Linked DNA regions of Mus musculus: region 2 is linked to region 1. Evidence: chromatin contacts called from public Hi-C data. All regions are on one chromosome and are shown on one strand. The core of a region is the stretch at or near the end of the contact, and the rest is flanking DNA. Distances in the headings are between cores, read along the strand shown.

Region 1 (4,738 bases), core at 933-3,432:
TCACATTATTAGTGCCAAGAATCTGGACATGACTTAGAAGGTATATTGAAGAGTGGGAATGGGCTATCCACAATTATGTTCCATTTTTATATGAGGAACCTAACTCTTGGTTGGAGTCCTCTAGAGTGATCTATAGAGAAAGCAGCTAGCCAGCAGGGTGTCCACAGAGATTTTAGGCCATCACTCATAATGTAATGAGATGACACGGTGACTATGGGCCCTCACTATAACTTGAAATGTCCACCAGAAGGTTGTATGGCTGAATGCTCCATCCACAGACACTGTATGGGAAGGTGTGCAGGGTTTGAGACACGGGGACCAACTGCTAGAAGTAAGTCACTACGAGTGAGCCTTAGAAGATTAAGCCTGTTTGCTTGTAGCCTGCATGCCTTGCTTCCTGCTCTAACTACCTTAGGATGAAGTCGGCCACACACCTTTGCCAACATAGATGGAACCGCCCTTGCTGAAATCACCCACTGGAACCATGAGCCAAAATAACTCTCAAATGTTGTTTCTGTCAGACATTTTGTTGTGGCAGAGGAGAAGGTAACCAATAAATATCTCAAGGGCTGTTTGTGCCTGAAGTAGGCACACAGACATACTCCGTAGCTTAAAGGACTTGAGACTTCTGGCAGACATTAGTATCCATCCATCATGGAATCGCCCCCTCACGTGGACAGATCTGCTCAAGTGCAAGGGTCACAGGAGAATCAACAAGAGGTTTAAGTAGCTTTTATTCTTTCTTAGAAAAACTGAAGAAATTATCTTGGACTCATCACTTCTTTGAAGATAAAGATGCCCATATCCTAATGGATTTTACGGTGGTGGTGGTGGTGGTGGTGGTGGTGTGAATGACAACCTTGTGAAGGAATAGGGACAGAGAGCAAAGTGCCACAGACTCCTGCGACCTCTTGAAGAGTCCTGATCTGCCTGCTGCATGTGGCCTTAGATCTAAAATGGCTCCCAGCACACCGGTTGGCCAGAAAAAAGGAACCAAGGGCAGGGTGCAGACCACTTCTCAGTCTTAGCAGGAAGTCCTCACAGGTGATGATACCACCACCCCAACTCCACCTGAGTTACCTCATCAGGCATGGCCTTCACTGGAGCATGGGGAAGGTGTGGTGAGTTACAATTGGCCAAGGATTGAGGGATTCGAGATTGGCTCAAACATTGTATATAAGCATATGCACTGGCCAGATTCTGGTCTCCAGGCGGATTTCCCCAGGATTCATCATCTGACTGTGTCCCCTCACCCCTAATCCTCGCTCCTGTTCCCTCATGTTATCATCTCTGAAAATAGAACACAGAAAATTTCAGTATCGCTTTGAACTTAGACGCAAAAATCCACAACAAAATTAATTCAAACATATCCACCAATGTGTTCTTAAAAATCTATACTGTGACCAGGCAGGTTTTATTCTCTCTATACAAGAATGATTCAACATTTAAAAAAAATTAATTTATATAATACATAACAACAGGCCGAGCAGAAGAAAATCTGTGGTCCTAGCAATTGACACTTAGAGCATACTTGAAAATCATGCTAATGGTGATTAAAAAACCAAAACAAAACCTTTCAGACCATTGGATAGAGGGTTATTTTCTAAACTTGTTATAAAGTAACTTAAAATCCCTACAGTTGATAGTAAATTGAATAATGAGATTATAGATTAAAGACTTTATTTCTGGATTATTAAATAATCTTTATTTATTTGCTTGTTTGTTTTGGTATGGTCATCGCTCCTTCTATTCTGTATGAAGTATGAAGACTCCTAAAAATGGTGGTCACAGTGTGTTTCTTCCTGAGAGAACTACTATACACGAACACTAATACTTAATGGGCTTCTTGCAATGTGCCAAACTCTATGTTAGGTTTTCCATTCATATTTAATCATCAGAACAATCTCTGAGTTCCATACATTTTTGCCAAGTTTACACAGCTACTCAGCAGCAAAATCACACTCCGAGCTTGCATCGACACGGCACTTTGCACTCGTGGATCATCAGCCAGCTTTTCCCAGTGATACCCCCAGGAAGTTGCCTGTCCTGAGAATACAGAAAGCTCTTCCCTCCCTCCTTGTCACTCTCGTCCACAGATTTCTCCCTTACTTACTTCCTTGCCTTCGCCTACTCTGCGATACTGCCTGCCGCACACCGGAACCCATGAATACAGAGCGGGAAGTGAGAGGCTGTGATCGCTTGTGAGGTATCTTAGCTTCGTGCTTTTTATACGGAGCTGTAGCATTCAAATGAAACACTCCTCTGGACTGTTTTCCATACCATAAAGCACCCGGCAGAGGTGCAAGGACTCCACCCAACAAGTAACAGCCTCTTCATTACAAAACATCATAAGCACCCAAAATATCCTCCAAGGAGCAAACTGTAAGCCGGAAGAACCTTCTAGGGTATATAGAGGCTTCGTAGTAAATGAAAAGCTGAAGTAGCAGAGCCGATTTTAGGTCCATCTCCACTTGTTAAAGACATCTTAAAATAGAAGACATAACAAAAAAAAAAATCTGCCTCTAAAAGCTTTCTTTTGAGAAAATATGGGCAGAAAAAAAAGCTTGGGCAGAAAAAAAAAAAAAAAAGCCTTTATAAAATGAAGATCCAGCTTGCCTATCCAAATAATCACTATCTTCCTGTCTGGAGGTCCCAGGCACAAGGTAATTGCCTCTCAGTGCTACTTTGTTACCCGTGATCTGAATAAAGCACTCTCACAAGCCCCTTGGGAGCAGTCCCACCGGAGTCCTTCAGGGAGCCTCGCTCGGAACTGTAATTTGTTCCAGACACTCTGAGCAAATTACATTCTTCCTTGAGCTCTAAACTTGATAATTAGATGAGTTCATTTAAAGTTAAAAATACAGTGAAGTAGAACATTGTCCTTGTGCCAGGTGTCAACCTGGGGTGGGGACAGAATGGAGGGAGACCTCAAAGACCAAACTCAAGGTTTTGGTGCAAGCTTTGCTCTTGTGTTGGATGGGGTGTAGGTGTCAAGCTCATGTCAGTCTTGCATCTTTACCCACTGAGATGTCTCTCAGGACCAGCAACAAATACTCCTCAGTGTTCTGCTTGCTGGTAAGTCCACAACCCATCCAGATTCTAGCAGATTACATTCTGGAAGGTTCTGCGGTTTGCTGTGAGTGTCCTTCTGTGGCAGAAAGCCGAGGGGTTGAAGGGTTGAAATGTTGGTCTAATCCTCATGACTCGGCCTTGCAAGGGGTGCCATCATAGTCCTACACTACTATACCCCGCTGTGTAGCCTATTTTACCAAGGTAATAACTTCAGGTACCAGATTTCCGCCCTTTTCATTTATCCATCAAAGACATGGTTTTGCTTTGTTTAACACTACTACACTCCAGAAAATGTGGAAGAGGCACTAACATTCAAACGATAATCATAGTGGTTGTCCAAAGTAGGCCATTCATATCCCTGCTATGGTTCTCTGCAGTCTACACTGCCCACCTCCTAACGTGCAAGCATCCCCCCATCTGAATGACTAGTGAGGGAACGGGCTGCCAGCTAAGCCCATACTCTGTATTCTCAAACACAGTGGCACCATCCTTCACAGATAAGTGCTGGGCAAAGATGCAGCTGCCTTTGTTATTTGTGTCATGTAACCCCTATCGGTACTTTATGTGTGTATGAAAGGAAAAAAAAAATCTGACCTTAAAGAGCAGACAGTGTTAGAAAAGAAGTGTCTGTGCTTCTGTCTAGTGTACGTGTTTTTTAAACTTCAGAACATTAAATGAATATTTTATTTTTAACTTTCTGTTCTTACTTTGATTTAACGAAGACACTTCCAGTTTTCATTTAGTTTGAAACGAGCATTTGTTTTCATTGTTTCTGATCTGCCTGCTGGCTCAGTCCTTGTTTCACTGTCTTGGATAAACCAAACAAGCCACTGGAATGTGGGATGGTTAGCTAACAGCTGAGCCTGGCCTGCATGTCTGTCTTAGTAAGGATTTTACTGTTGTGAATAGACACCATGACCAAGGTAACTCTTATAAAGGACATTTTAATTGGGGCTGGCTTACATATTCAGAGGTTCTGTTCAAGGTGGGAGCAAGGCAGCATCCAGGCAAGCATGATGCAAAGGGAGCTGAAAGTTCTACATCTCAATCTGAAGGCTGCTAGGAGAAGACGGGCTTCCAGGTAGCTAGGATGAGAGTCTTAAAGGTCACGCTCACTGTGACACATTCAACAAGTCCACACCTACTCCCAAAGGGTCACACCTCCAAATGGCACCACTCCCTGGGCGAAGCATATTCAAACCATCACAGTGTCTATGCATTAGCCTGGCAGGAGGCCAAACAAACAGAACACAGATTTCAGATGCTATGTATGGGCAATGTGACAGCTCCAGCAGGCCAGCACGGCCCTCTGCCTCCATCTTCTGCCAAGCAGCCTCTTTTGGAGACAGGAGAAAAGAATGCTAGAGCAGAGGGCATGTGTACATGTGTGTTCTATGTGTTCAGAGTATGCAAAGATGAACAAGAAATTCAGTGACATCACGGATCTCCTCACCTCCTCAGAGGAGCCACAGAGCAGGTAAATGTCTTATGCTTGGCACAGTTGCATTGATTAGCTATTGATTTTCATGTTTCCCTTGGTGCACTGTGTGTGGCCAGGGCACATGGTTTCCATCCAGTGCCATGCTTGCACCCAGGAACAGGCACAGTATCTTGAACTGTGTGTGGTCATATCAATCCCAAACATTTCTTTTCTTTTCTCTTCTTT
Region 2 (4,738 bases), core at 1,223-3,722, 310 kb before region 1:
TATAGCATGAAATGACACAATAGGTTATGAACCATGATGCGTTTCTGTCCTCTGGGTGTGGATGCTTAACCAGACAGGTTTTTAGCTCTTTGGTTAGATGCGGTTCTTGGAGTTTGAAGCACATACACTAAACAAGAATGACCTTCAAAGGTCCACTAAACAGAAAGGATAGGCGGACAGTTTTCATGGTTCCAAGCCTCTATAAAATATGAACTGATTCAGGTTCTACTCTGTGAAAAGCTATCTATCCCGAGACTGTTTGGTTCTTTGAAACAGCCACTTTACACATCCCGTCGGCTCTTTTCATCTTGGCTGTCTAGAAATAAATGCAACACAAATATGAATAATATAAGATTATTTAAAACATGGAAGCCTTATAAATCTAGTCCCTCTCATATCTCTGAGAATGACTGAAAAGAAGAAAACTGAGATGTGCTTCATTTCTTAAGATCAGAGATTCTTACAAAAGCTATCAATGCGTGGCAGCTTCAGCTAAGAGATGTTTGTTTCCTGTCCAGCTTTGATACCTGATGCTTCTGATGAATGCTCCTTCCAGATCACACTGATAAACTTTTCTAAGTTCACACTTGCAAATCTTTTCCTCGTGATATATCCCCTCAGAGGACCATGGGCAACTCTGATGTCTCTCTTTCACCAACCTGTAGGTTTTTGGCCCCTTTGCCTTTCTTGGCTTAAGTCTATCCTTCCTCCTCCTCCCACCAGTCAGTGTAAAGATTCAGATCAAAGTTCAGGCAAGGCAAAGCTGCTCCTTGCAGTCTTTCTCTGAAACCGTGCACATGCACTCTCCCTCCCTCTCCTTGCTACCCTTTTTAATCCAAGTTATTCATATATCCTTTGATGCCCATTTACCTTGCCCGGGCTGACTGATTGATCCTGGTTAACCACAGCATTGATTTGCAGAGATTGTAAAGACCTTCATTCACTTTACCCACGTTAAATTCAATTTTGATCCTAATTCTGAGTTTCGGACAGGATTACCCCTATATCTTACTACTTTGTTTCTCTTAAGAGCTGGATGTTTCCTGGTTTACTGTCCAGATGAACAGAAGTAGGCGTTACAAATATAACTTTAAATAGCAAATCGTAACACCGTTAACATAACCGCCAACTCCTACTCTCGGTGTCTGAGTCTTTAAAAAAAAATCCTCTGCTAAATCTTTTATTCTTCCTAAAGAATTTTTAAGTACTTTGCATTGTGATGACTACGAGAGAAAAGCCAGCGAGCCTATGAACCTCGGTGGTTTATTTTATCACAGTTTTACAAATCTGTTCGAAGATTTCATTTTAAAGGCACAGTGACAGCGTTTTCTCTCTCTTCCCACTCGTTTGGCTTAGTAGCTTACTCCCTCCGTAAGTAACTTGATAACCTTTTATAGCAGCCAGCGGTATTTAATGATAATGCTCCCCTGGGAAAAACCGCAGTGGGCAGGGATACACCACAGTGGCTGGAGAACACTGGACACATGGTCTTTGGTCCCTCTGCCCAGCTCACCTCCACCCTCATGTCTCTATCTTTCTCTGTCTCTCTCTGGAGTCACAAAAGGCAGTTCGCAGCTGGAAACAACAAGTTGCGCCATGGATTCAAGCTATCTACTCAAGTAGCAAGCAGAGTCACTGGTTCAGCTGGAATCTCAGTTGCCAAGCGAACTAGGAACCCCCAAACCTGGTCCAACCACAAGCTTAAAAGTGCTTTTGCTGCTTGACAGAGGAAAATGACGCAGAGGGGAATGAACCCACTGAACAGCGGTCGCTGTCCTCCCTTCGTGCCCTCAGCTCGTTGGAGAGTCATAGAGCTCACCTTACGTGCCCAAGGACCATGTCATTTCCATCCTCTCCAAACGTCCAAACGCGCACGGGAGGTTGTACACAAGCACCGAGCTCCCCAGCACCGCGGGGATAAGGGCTGATCCTTTGTTTACCATGTAAATCACACCGGGGGTTCGCTCTTCGTCCTCACCCCTGCCTCACAACGCGATACAGAGAGAGCCTGGAAGCACCCCCAAACTCCCCCTTATCCCAGGTCATCCAAAGAAAGCTTCGCGAAAATCTTTCCCCGAACCTTAAAAAAGCAACCTTTTTAAAAAGAAGAAGAACCTTAAAAAGCTGCTGCACCCTGGTGACTCGCGTAAGCCCCCAGGGATACCCGCCTCCTAGCAGGGAGCCTGCTTCCCAGTCGGCTTAGGAAACTTAATCAGTATCCCAGATGTGAGGCCCGCGTCTGGAGCGCGGAGCCTGCACCCTCTCTTACCCGCAAAGTTGCAATCTGGTGGTTGAAGTGACCGAGGTGGGCTCGGCGAGCGCGCAGCACCAGTGCTGTGCCTGGTGCTAGCGCAGCTGGTCAGTTCCGATGGGGTTTCCGTAGTCGCTACCGAGTTTTTTGGAGCATTCCAAGGGGGAAAAAAACCCGCACGAAACCAGAGCCCACGCAGCTGGCACAGAACTGGGCGGAGTGAGGATGCTGGAGAGCCAGAGCAGGGGCGCGGGGGAGGGGCAGCCCAGGAGGGGGCGGGGTGCCCAGGACGACAGCCTCGCCCACCAGGCACTGATGCTCTCCCCACCTATACCCCCGGAAAAGTTGCGTTCCCAAGGTGGCCAAAGAGCAGCCTGGAGGACCGCCCCCACCCATCCTGGGTCTGCCCGAATGGATGCGCATCCCACGCACCTCCCTAGGAGCGGGTATAAAGGACCCACAAACACCTCAACGCGCCACCCGGGAGCATCTCTCCAGGTCAGTCAGCAAGCAGGGTGGCTCGCCATATGTCTGCTTGTCACTCAGCTAAGTGGTGGTCAGGACAGACCCGGAGGTCTTGGGTGTTTGGCATACACAGATCAGGGCTTGGTGTAGCCCAGGAGAAATGCAAAACTTCACTTGTCAACCGAACCCAACCCTGGAAAGCCCTGCTCCAACCATACTAAGCAGCTGGTCAAAGGATTGGAACAAATTGTCTCTCCCCCTACCCAGCCCTGGCAACTCTTGTAGCCGCCCTGGACTCCTGGCACCCCCTTCCCTGTCCTCAAGGTGTCACACTTGCCTTGCTAGTGCAGGGATGTGCTTGCCACTACCATCAACAATCCAGACAGTGGCAATAAATAAATGATAAGCCCCCAGCATCCCATCCACTCCTACCTGGCTCCCTCTAAACAACTGGCAATCAAGATTCCCACGTATTTAATCCCAAATTATGGGCCAGCGTAGGAGCTGGAGGTCCTGGTGGCTGCAGGTGGGCATGTTGGTGAACGACGGTGTCTGCCACCGGACTCAGCATCTCTAACTCTAATCTTGAGCTTCCAGATACAGCTTATCTCTTGGTGTAGTATTCATACACAAAAATAAGATCCAAGTACAGAGGTGGAAAAGTTCATGTAACTTGCCACACCTTTATTGTTCGTGATCTCAAGACCAAGGGACAAACTTAGCAGTGCGTTTGCCAAAAGGCTTCAGCCCCCTCCTACCTTCACTTCTCGGGTTTCTTTTTCAGAGCACAGGCGGTTGTGAGCTCCCCCCATCGCCTGTAAGCATCCCAGCAGCAAGATTTAATAGACTCAGGCTCACTCTGCGTTTCTGAACGTCAGATGAGTGAGGTGGGTTTTTTTTTTTTTCCGTTTCGTTTTTTTGTTTTTGTTTTTTAAGGGTAATTGCAGAGTAAGGAGGCTTTGTTGACTTTGGAGTGTACTCTTTGGAGTGAAGGTTTTGTTTTGTTGTTCTTTTCAAAATGCTGTTTGTAGTTGTCAAGTTTTCTTTCTCCTGAGCTAACTGCTCCTCTCATAGGTCAGCATGACCCCTAGAGTGATTTTGAGAGAGCACAGCCCACAGTCCGTCCCACAAAATACCGAGGCCTTTACAGTACACCAAACAAACCTGTACCAGAAAACTGGATGAGCAACAGAAGAACTCCATCCCTACCCCGAATCCCTCTACAGATCTCCATAAATGTGTGTCAACATCTTTCAAAGGTAGTTTTCTTGTCTTAGCATTAAACACTGGATTTTATAAAATATGCAAAACACATCACTCGGTAGACATGGAGATGAACTTTACAATAAATCTAAACCTACTTTCTACTGAAGAAGAAAAGAAGAAAAACACACATCGACATCTGTTTGGCGTGGTACAACTGAAACTACTTCTTTAAAAAAAAATTTCACAAAACCTGTTTTTCTTAATGATCAGTAAATGTATAAAAACCAAACCTGGAGCAGACATTGGTTGAAGAAGTGTTTCTGCTAAAATACAGGCTGTCATGAGTGTAGGTCCTTAAGACAGGTTTAAGGATGCTTGAAAAGGAACTCAACACTTGAGATCATCCACACAGCTCTCTTAGGGCTCTTACTTCTTCATAGCAGATACCATTTTTTATCATGATATCAGAGACAGATATTTTTTCTAGTCTTCCCTAATTTGTTATTCTTCCCATAAGAAAGGTGGATGTGAGTCCACAATAAAAACAAAATAGAAAAAAAAAAAAAAAAAAAAAGGAAAGCAAAAGCAAAACCTTGAGGACCACAAAACGCACACCAGCATCATCGGCGTTTGCTCCTAGCAGCCTGTGTTCCCTTGGAAGGAAGAGCAATGGACCACAAACCCTCCTCAGCAGCAGCGTGTGCAAGTCTGGATTGCCGTAGCTGTGCTTGTGATACATGAAATGATTGGTAATTATACAAAAAAAAAAAAAAAAAAAAAGGTAAGGCATTTAAACAGTCTGGTGAGAAGAAACCT

Evidence for each region. A called contact is a pair of places that touch in the nucleus more often than the background predicts.
Region 2: a Hi-C map of cerebral cortex shows a contact between it and region 1, with 5 times the contacts expected there. The contact joins the promoter of Trpc4 here to the enhancer-like site in region 1. A contact is called at or near these places in 13 of 39 promoter capture datasets (the 3T3-L1 cell line, the C10 cell line, cranial neural crest and 7 more), 2 of 15 datasets of contacts at CTCF or cohesin (large pre-B cells and pro-B cells), 8 of 484 Hi-C or Micro-C datasets (cerebral cortex, cortical neurons, embryonic stem cells and 3 more), 4 of 115 datasets of contacts at active chromatin or transcription factors (embryonic forebrain, forebrain, neural progenitor cells and 1 more) and 1 of 9 other capture datasets (embryonic stem cells).

Annotation. Positions count from the first base shown.
Region 1 is chr3:53,845,910-53,850,647 of GRCm38.p6, reverse strand. No RefSeq gene overlaps it. Among named protein-coding and RNA genes, the nearest start is that of Gm24851, 4.9 kb to the right of the region's middle. Within about 2 kb of position 2,182, at least 8 of the 459 cell types and tissues checked have an H3K27ac peak or open chromatin away from gene starts, as enhancers often do. A contact at or near this core is called in cerebral cortex, where this site is marked.
Region 2 is chr3:54,153,791-54,158,528 of GRCm38.p6, reverse strand. Trpc4 (transient receptor potential cation channel, subfamily C, member 4) reads right to left here and starts at 2,472. Exons shown (of 11, transcript NM_016984.3): 1 at 2,270-2,472.